Regions from separate parts of the Sus scrofa genome. Here region 1 is linked to region 2. A link is a contact called in public HiChIP or PLAC-seq data. All regions are on one chromosome and are shown on one strand. The core of a region is the stretch at or near the end of the contact, and the rest is flanking DNA. Distances in the headings are between cores, read along the strand shown.

Region 1 (4,865 bases), core at 2,312-4,811, 500 kb before region 2:
AAGGGGTAAAAAGCCATCCAGAAAAAAAGTGAGGACAATGTCCCTGGGCGTGATTCGAAAGGAAGCAAGAATGACATTTGTGGAATTTGGCAAGATAACTAGGGAAAAGAGCAAGAGCTGGAATAGTTGCTTCCAAGTTTAAGGGCAGTTAGGAATCAAAATCCCGAAGAAATTTGGATGAAGGGAAACTTTTTGGCATCCCTGGGAATGCATGAGTACATGGTCTTTCCTGTTAATATTGCTGAAAGGATGCTGATCCATTAATTTGGCTAGAGCAGGTAAGAGAAAGAAACACATTTTCATAAAGCTCATACACATTATGGCAAAGCAAAATTTTTTAAAAAAATTTTGATTATAGTTGACTTACAATGTTCTGTCAATTTCTGCTGTACATCAAAGTGACCCAGTCAGACATTTATGTATACACATTCTTTTTCTCATTTTACCTTCTATCATGTTCTATCACAAGTGATTGGACACAGTTCCCTGTGCTTACAGAGCAGGACCTCATTGCTTATCCATTCTAAATGTAATAGTTTGCATATACTATAAAACTCATACACATTACGGCAAAGCAAAAATTTTTTTTAAGAAAAACAGTATTTCACATTCAGTGTTTTCCTTAAGCCAGAACTTTCTTTGAGGATTTAAGAATAAATAATTAGGACCTTTCTAAGGAACATAAGTATATTCCAGGGGATATCTCAGAGCAATGACACACATATTAAAAATAAAAGCTTCAATGATCATGTGAAAAAGCACAGACTTCAATGCGTAAATGAATTATAACCTCCCAAAACAACCAAAATATTAAAATGATTTCTCTGGGAGCAGGGGGAAGAGATGAGAGAAATTCTTGAAAAAAAAAATCAAATCATGTCAGAGTAACTCATGATTCTTCACACATATACTAATGGTTAATTCACTCAGAAATAATCAAGGGGTTGATTTTATTTGTATGAGTTGAAACTGTTGCTACCTTGAGGTTTTCATTTACCAATATCTGACACTAGTAGCAATTTTTAATACTAGTTCAAAGGAGGTTTTCAGCATTTGTATTCATTGATATGCCTTTGAAGAGTGACTGATGCCTTTGTGTAGGCAAAACAATTCTTCTTGGTTGAATCCTTGCTCTCTACAGTACTAATGATCAGGAGGCAGCCTCATGGTATACACAACAATGGGGGATGGGGGAAGGTTAACAAAAGGGCACGTGGTCCCGAAGGTGCATCCTTAGGCATGGAGTTCAAAATGTTAGGAAACACGATCTGCACTTTCCTAAATTTTAAATCAAATTTTACACTAGAGTTTTCTCTCTGTTTCTATGTTAAAGGAACTCCAACACTGTTTAAATGCACTTTTTTAATATAGCATTTTTTATTACTCAATTACTTTTATAGTTGTACAATGATCATCACAACCAAATTTTATAGCATTTCTAAATGCACTTTTGATTATCGTCATGTATTTGTTGCAGATTTGCACTTAATTTGATTGGGATTCCTAGTCTATTTCTCTGACTGATAAATCCACTCATGCAACACAGTCTTTAATCTGTGTAAGGCAATCTCTAATATCTATATATTAAAGGGAATAAGCATTCCAAGAGAATTATAATCACAATTTTTTTTATGGCCTCATTCCTGACATATGAAGTTCTCAGGCCAGGGATTGAATCCAAGCTGCAGCTGCAGCAATTCCAGATCCTTTAACTTACTGTGCTGGGGACAGGGTTCAACTTGCACTTCTGCAGCAATGTGAGCGGCTGCAGTTGAATTCTTAACCCACTGTGCCACAGCAGGAACTCTCAAAATCAGTTTTTTTAAAATCCCAGAATAATAGAATATTTCAAACATGCTTTCTGAACATACTAATAAAGAAAATTACCTTCATTGGGAACTATAAGAGCAAATTCTCAACCACCCAGATATCACAAAGGGAAAAACTATATTTTGTGAGGTCCTGATTGGTTTTGAAAGAATAGTTCTGACTAAAACATAGTCACTGTGATTTTCCTGCCTCATTATTCTGAAAACAGGTGAAAATATACATTTAAAGGATGAGTGCTCCACCTCTCTCAAACTGGAAAAGGTCCAACCATCTCCTTTAAGCCTTCTGAAGGGATGTTGCTTCAATGTCTTACACTTTTTCTTTTTTTTTAAGCAGAAGAGCATACACACTGTTTGTCCATAATGTTGTTCATTTTTTCATCTAATTTGTTTGCCTTTTCTAAGCCAGGCCCTTGATGATCATGGTTAGTTAGTCTCATACTCAAGTTTGAGTTCTGCTGTCTACTCACCTTGGGCCCATCATGACTATTCCAAATGATAAATCCCATTAATTTCAAGCCCTATTTTAAGCCAGTTCCACTGGGAAGAAAGAGATAATATCATTTATTCTTGGTAGGAGTTTAAAGGGCATAACTTCTTTGGGGGGAGGCAATTCAATAATATGAATCAACATTTAAAATGCTCATACTCGATGGTCCTTCAACTCTACCTGTAGGCATTTACTCTACAGGAATATTAATGTAAGTAGACAAAGATACATATATACCAGTTTGTTCACTAAATTTTTTTAACAACAAAAAGTGGAAGTATTGGTTAAAATATGGCACATATTTAAATGGAATACTTGGAAGCAATATTTAAAAATGAGATGTCTTTATATTCATTGACATGAAGAGATGACTGTGGTATATTACTAAGTGAAGACTAAAGTTATGGAAGAGCATGTGTGTTCAAAGTCTTGGCATATTATCCAATTTCTTTTTTTTTTTTTTTGTCTTTTTGCCATTTCTTGAGCTGCTCCCATAGGCTGTGGATCTAATCGGAGCTGTAGCTGCCAGCCTTCACCAGAGCCACAGCAACACGGGATCTGAGCCTTGTCTGTAACCTACACCACAGCTCATGGCAATGCTGGATCCTTGACCCACTGAGCGAGGCCAGGGATAGAACCCGCAAACTCATGGTTCTTAGTCGCATTCGTTAACCACTGAGCCACGACGGGAATTCCATATCCAATTTCTTTAGTAAAAATTCATATTCACATTCCATGTGTTTGCATGTGTCTAGACTGAAAGAATATTCACTGAATCAGTAAATGTGGTGATCTGGAGAATGGAATAATTTCTTTCTCCTCTATATCTATAATGTTTGAATTTTTAATAATCAAGCACTTATTAATTTTTAAACAAACATTAAATATTTCCATTTGGGGAGGAAAATTTATCCCAACAAAAGGAAGGGAGCGTTGACACAGTATCATGTTAATGGTACCATGTTCTTGAGAAAAAAGAAATTTCTTGTTCTGAATCATGGATATCAAGAAAACTCCTTTTGAATTTCATGAATTTCTTTATTATTATTATTATTACTACTATAAGTACTAGCTGCCACCTGTCAAGTTAGGTGTATGCTAGGCAACATGTGCAAGTATGTTATGCTAAGCAACATAGAAAATATCTGACATTTAAGAGCACTAATTTAAACAATATCATCAAACATAGCTTCCCAATTTTACAGATGAGAAAGCTGAGTGTCATAGAAATTAACTGGCTGGCCAAAGGTCACAAGCTAGTGAATAGTGGAAACAGGATTTCAACATGTCTTAACTCCAGAGCTCATGGATCTTTCTTTTATCAAACACAATTATTAAGGCAACCACAAAAATGTCACAAGTATCTTAGTGTTCACTGAATAAAATTTTTGACAAAGTGAAGACATTTTAAAGAATGATAGTGTCTTTTATAGCATAAAAATCATTATCAAGAATCTTGTAGCAAGGGTAATCATATCTAGATTTGGAGAATCTTGGCAAACGCCTGAATAAGTGCAGGAATGTACATTTCACCCAGTGAGAGAGGGAAGTTAACACCCAGATGGCAAATAAAGTTCACAGATGCTTGACATTTGTGCTTTCTTACTCGATCAGAGTTCACTGGAGGGAAGTCCCACAGCAAAAGTGCCTCCCAGAAAGCATACTTAGCGTTTCCTTGTAACCAAAATCGTACTTGGATGAGCAGAACAAAATCGTTTTGAGTCTGTATCAGCACCAAGTCTCACAGTTAGTGCCTATTGTGGCAACTGCTACCATCTAATCTTTTCATTCCAGCACATCCTTCTCATTTGTCTACAACCACAGGCTGTGCACGTATTCATCCTAAGCATGCAATCAATCTCTTTCTCTACCCCTCTTCTCCTTCTTTTTATTCTTTTCTCCCTTTTGTATTCCTCCTCCCTGGCTTCTTTTTACTTCTCTCTCAAACATTATTTCCAAAATAATGTTTCCTATTATGCACCCAAAACTATGCCAACTGCTGGCCAGAATCACTCTGGATACACATCCTTCCTTTTCAAGAAGCTCAAAATTCTCATATGCCTTCCCTGCTCATTTTACTCATTCTTGTGCCAGAGCATCAGTCACAAAGACTGGTACTTATTAGACATGCAATGAATACATAGCTGACTATCTGCCTGTAACTCTGTTTATTTAATTTAAAACTCAATATGTGGACAATTTAAAAAGCATATAGAATCTAGCTGGGCTGAGACTGGCAAAAGTGAGAATATGAACAGAAGTTTAGAAGAGACAGAGTGTGGTGGTCATTCTTTGTGAATTGAAAAGCATTCTTATAAGCATAAGTAGCAGTTGACATAATTACTACAGCTTCAAGGGTCCAGACTGGTTCTTCTGCTCTATGGTATACCCCAACCCTAAAAATTTCCCCTTGATTCTGTCACAAACAATTTTGAGGGGTTAATCAGAATCTTTTTAAAAGATGTAAATACTTCTAGTAATATTATGATATTATCTGTCATTTATATCTTAATATGATCTAAATCAATCTAATCGATTTCCTCCTA
Region 2 (4,352 bases), core at 835-3,334:
CTTGACTGGACCCTCTCTTGATCATGGTGATTCTGAGAATATGGTGAGAGGTGAGATGGGTCTATCCCTGCCCTCAAAGAACTTTTCATTGAGATGAGGTGAGCAGACCTGCAAGGCAGGAAGAATAGAGCCTGTAGCCCAAACCACACTTTGTGAAGCGGTCCATTTGGACTTACTTATGCCCATTGAAGACCCTTTACCTGGGCTCCTCACTCAATCTGTGAGAATCATTCTCTCTCGCTCCTGCCCCACTCCCCTCCCCACTCCTGTTCTTTCATGAGATTTACCATTGAAAACAAAAAATGAACCTCGGGAATTGGTCTTCAGGTCAGGATGTGAGGAAAAGCAACCTTAGAAGGCAGTCTTTAACCCCCAAGGTTGTCTTTCTGAAGGCAAAAACAAGATGGTGGCAGAGCTTTGATAAGCAATTACCTATATTCTGTCATGTAAGTTTAATGTATTTTTTAAGACAAGTGACAGTCACACACACTCCCAAAGGGTCAGATTTCCTCTTTCCTGTATGGATCAATGGGTTTGCCATGTATGAGAAGAAATCGGGTTATGGTGACAGATGGCTTGAAGGATTTATAAGCTGCTCTTAGGATGAATGCCTGGATTTTTGTGCAGCAGCAGCCAGCATTGATGGCAGGGTCAGTATGATGATGTCAAGCCTTTCCAGGTTCCTATCTCTCAAGCTTCAAGGTGTCGCAGGAAGAACTGTCAAGATCTTGCTCCCAGGTGATGTTATAAAATGTTTGTGTAAACTCTAGGAGTTCCCGTCGTGGTGCAGTGGTTAACGAATCCACCTAGGAACCATGAGATTGCGGGTTCAATCCCTGGCCTCGCTCAGTGGGTTAAGGATCCGGTGTTGCTGTGAGCTGTGGTATAGGTTGCAGATGTGCCTGAGATCTGGCGTTGCTGTGGCTGTAGCCAGTGGCTACAGCTGTGATTAGACCCCTAGCCTGGGAACCTCCATATGCCGCAGGAAGTGGCCCTAGAAAAGCCAAAAAAAAAAAAAAAAAAAAAAAAAAAAAAACTCTAAAGAAGAAAATTCACCTGGGAGTCCTGTACCACCTTGTGCCCTCTGAGTGTGTTTCCCCCGATTCAGGAAAAGAGGGAAATAGGAAAATCTTAGTAATGACTGGTTTGGCAGAGAACCTTGGGCTTTAAATACTTCCGTTTCAGACTCTTTAGGGAGACCGGAGAATGCTGTGGAGAGGTTCATGTAGCCTGTGTAAGCCACGTGCTTTGCAGGTCAGAAGCCCAGCAGATGTTGGCTCCTCAGCCCTCGTTAAATGCGTTTGGTTAATGTGTTGCTCGTAAAGTGTCCTTTTACTGCATGGTTCCCACGCCTGTGATGACCAGGAAGGAGGCGTTCTCATGGGGCTCAAGGACCTCCTTATTTTGGCCATCGTGAGGAGCCAGGTAGGAGGTAGTTTCCATCGTGCTTAATTATGTGTCAACTAGGACAGCTGTAAAATGGAAATGACTATCATTACTGAGCTCAGCAGCTTCAGAGAAACTGAGTGTCCACTTCTTTTTTTTTGGTCTTTTTGCCATTTCTTGGGCCACTCCCACGGCACATGGAGGTTCCCAGGATAGGGGTCAAATCAGAGCTGTAGCCGCCGGCCACAGCCACAGCCACAGCAACACAGCAACGCGGGATCTGAGCCGCATCTGCAACCTACACCACAGCTCACAGCAATGCTGGATCCTTAACCCACTGAGCGAGGCCAGAGATCGAACCCGAAACCTCATGGTTCCTAGTCGGATTCGTTAACCACTGCGCCACGACGGGAACTCCTGATGGTCCACTTCTGTAGCGAATTTCACCTGCCATCCCATCCCAACACTACCAAATTACTGTTTACACAATTTGCAGTAATCCGAGCACTTACCCAATAAATGTGTTTGGCTAAAGAAATGCATAGTTGGGATTTGGGCTACAACTTTCATTAATTTCATCTGGTTTTTGTTTCCCTTCTTGTTGGAATTGATTGGGGGTGCCTGGAAGTCCAGGCTTATGAAGACAATGAAAATGCTCAGCATAGGCACAAACAGCTGTAACAGGTCTGTCCAGGAGGCTGCCCATTAGGGCTGAGACTAGAGTTTTACTGCCCTCTTGTGGTTAAAAGTGGCACCTGCTTTTGAAGTAGAAGGCCCTTGGTTTTTCTCAAGATCATCTGTTGATTAAAACCATGAAATGAATGGACATAAAATTATGAGCAATCATAGAGCTTTCAGTCCAAAATAGTTATTCATCCCAGCTTCTAAAAAAATCCCCAGGAGTTCCCATTGTGGCTTAGTGGTAACAAACATAGCTAGTATCCATGAGGATGCGGGTTCAATCCCTGGCCTGGCTTAGTGAGTTAAGAATCCATCCTTGCTCTGGCTGTGACGTAGTCTGGCAGGTGCAGCTCCAATTCGACTCCTAGCCTGGGAACTTCCATTTGCCACACATGCAGCCCTAAAAAACAAAACAAACAAACAAAAAAAGAATCCCAACAGAAGTCCTGTAAATTCAGGCACCAGCCTTTCTCAATGTCAAATGACAAGCTCCTACAGTGGCCTGAAATGATATAAAATTGAGAGGGTCAGGGGAGTGGGAAATGCCACTGCCTCTTGTAGAGTAATATCATCATTAAATTATAGCCTCTGGTCATGACTGTACATCATGCAGCCAATGGTGAATCCTATTCTGAAACAAAGATATTTGACGTACAACTATTAAATTAAGTCTGCTATTTCGTTAATCTTATATCCTTTGCAATACATCTGGGGCATTCAGGTGCCCTAATAAATGTTAGCTGAGGTACAGTGAATGGTCCTCCTTTGCCCTCTGTTCAGTAACTCAGAATATTTACACATGTGGTCTGACAGTGAGATAGTTTTTTTTATCTTTGAAGACATGCTGTTCTGTAATTTTTTGTCTTTTTTTTTGCCATTTCTTGGGCCTCTCCAGCGGCATATGGAGATTCCCAGGCTAGGGGTCCAATCGGAGCCATAGCCACTAGCCTACGCCAGAACCACAGCAACTCGGGATCCAAGCCTCATCTGCACCCCACACCACAGCTCATAGCAACGCCGGATCCTTTACCCACTGAGCAAGGCCAGGGACCGAACCCGAAACCTCATGGTTCCTACTCGGATTGTTAACCACTGCGCCACGACGGGAACTCCTATTCTGTAATTGAATGCAATTTAATTGAGACAGATAGAAACAGGATTGAGAGAAATAGGCTTAAATATCCCCAAGAAAACTCATGAGCAATCATCCCAAATTGTTCATATATTTCTGCTAGTATGAGTTGAATCTGGATGCTCAGAAGATATTTTACTTGCTAAAAGAATTAGCAGAAAATGGGAGTTCTTGTTGTGGCGCAGCAGAAACAAATCCGACTAGTATCCATGAGGATGCTGGTTCAATCCCTGGCCTCGCTAAGTGGATTAAGGACCCCGCGTTGCCGTGAGCTGTGGTCTAAATCACAGGCGTGGCTTGGATCCCGAGTTGCTGTGGCTGTGGTGTAGGCCAGCAGCTGTAGCTCCTATTTGACCCCTAGCCTGGGAACTACCATATGCCTCAGGTGAGGCCCTAAAAAACCAAAAATAGAAACAAATTAGCAGAAAATAAACCGGTTTCTAGGACCAGTGACAGCATCAGGGACTTGCAGCCTTGGATAATCTTTTCCGCATGGACCCTGTTTGGTAAAGGCGCACAGTATATGAACTGGAAAACCCTCCTTGCTTCAGGGGCCCTTAGTTGGCAGGGTGACTTCTTACTTCCCAGACCCTGTGCTTCGTGTCCTCGGTCCCTCCCTCTGTCGCTCATCCTGAGAGAAGTCTTCAGCTTCAGGGAAGGACACCTGTAGCCCCATTTGCTCCAAGTAACCTACATAAAGGCCCCTGAGCGCTGCATTTACGCTCAGTGATGCCGTGCAGGAGGGTCTAGCCTGGGGGGTAAAGCCCATTCCACTTCTTGGAAAGCCCTAGACCATCCACATGGGGTGTCCACGCTCATTCCCACCCAGGAGGAGGACCTTGGAGGTTATACATGTGCACCTACACACAAGGGAGAGGGGCAGCCCATTTACATATAGGGGGAGGGGCCGTCTATTTACATACAGGGAAGGGGCATCCCATTTACATATAGGGGAGGGGCATCCCATCTACATATGGGGGAGGGGCCGTATATTTACATATGGGGGAGGGGCATCCCATTTACATAGGGGAAGGGGCAGTCCATCAACACTCATGGGAGAGGGGATAGTCTACACACACAGAGGGGGAGGGTGGGCCCTCTACACACGGGGGATAGGAGTCATCTCTTTACTGACCTGGCAGGCAGAGCAGGG

What was found. HiChIP or PLAC-seq counts read pairs in DNA pulled down with a chosen protein or histone mark.
Region 1: an H3K27ac HiChIP or PLAC-seq map of alveolar macrophages shows a contact between it and region 2. The contact joins two enhancer-like sites. A contact is called at or near these places in 1 of 47 Hi-C or Micro-C datasets (embryonic fibroblasts) and 1 of 2 datasets of contacts at active chromatin or transcription factors (alveolar macrophages).

What each region holds. Positions count from the first base shown.
Region 1 is chr4:55,083,035-55,087,899 of Sscrofa11.1, forward strand. No RefSeq gene overlaps it. Among named protein-coding and RNA genes, the nearest start is that of FABP4, 11 kb to the right of the region's middle. Within about 2 kb of position 3,562, at least 9 of the 83 cell types and tissues checked have an H3K27ac peak or open chromatin away from gene starts, as enhancers often do. A contact at or near this core is called in alveolar macrophages, where this site is marked.
Region 2 is chr4:55,583,332-55,587,683 of Sscrofa11.1, forward strand. All of the region lies in intron 3 of PAG1 (phosphoprotein associated with glycosphingolipid-enriched microdomains 1), which reads left to right. Among named protein-coding and RNA genes, the nearest start is that of PAG1, 130 kb to the left of the region's middle. Within about 2 kb of position 2,085, at least 4 of the 83 cell types and tissues checked have an H3K27ac peak or open chromatin away from gene starts, as enhancers often do. A contact at or near this core is called in alveolar macrophages, where this site is marked.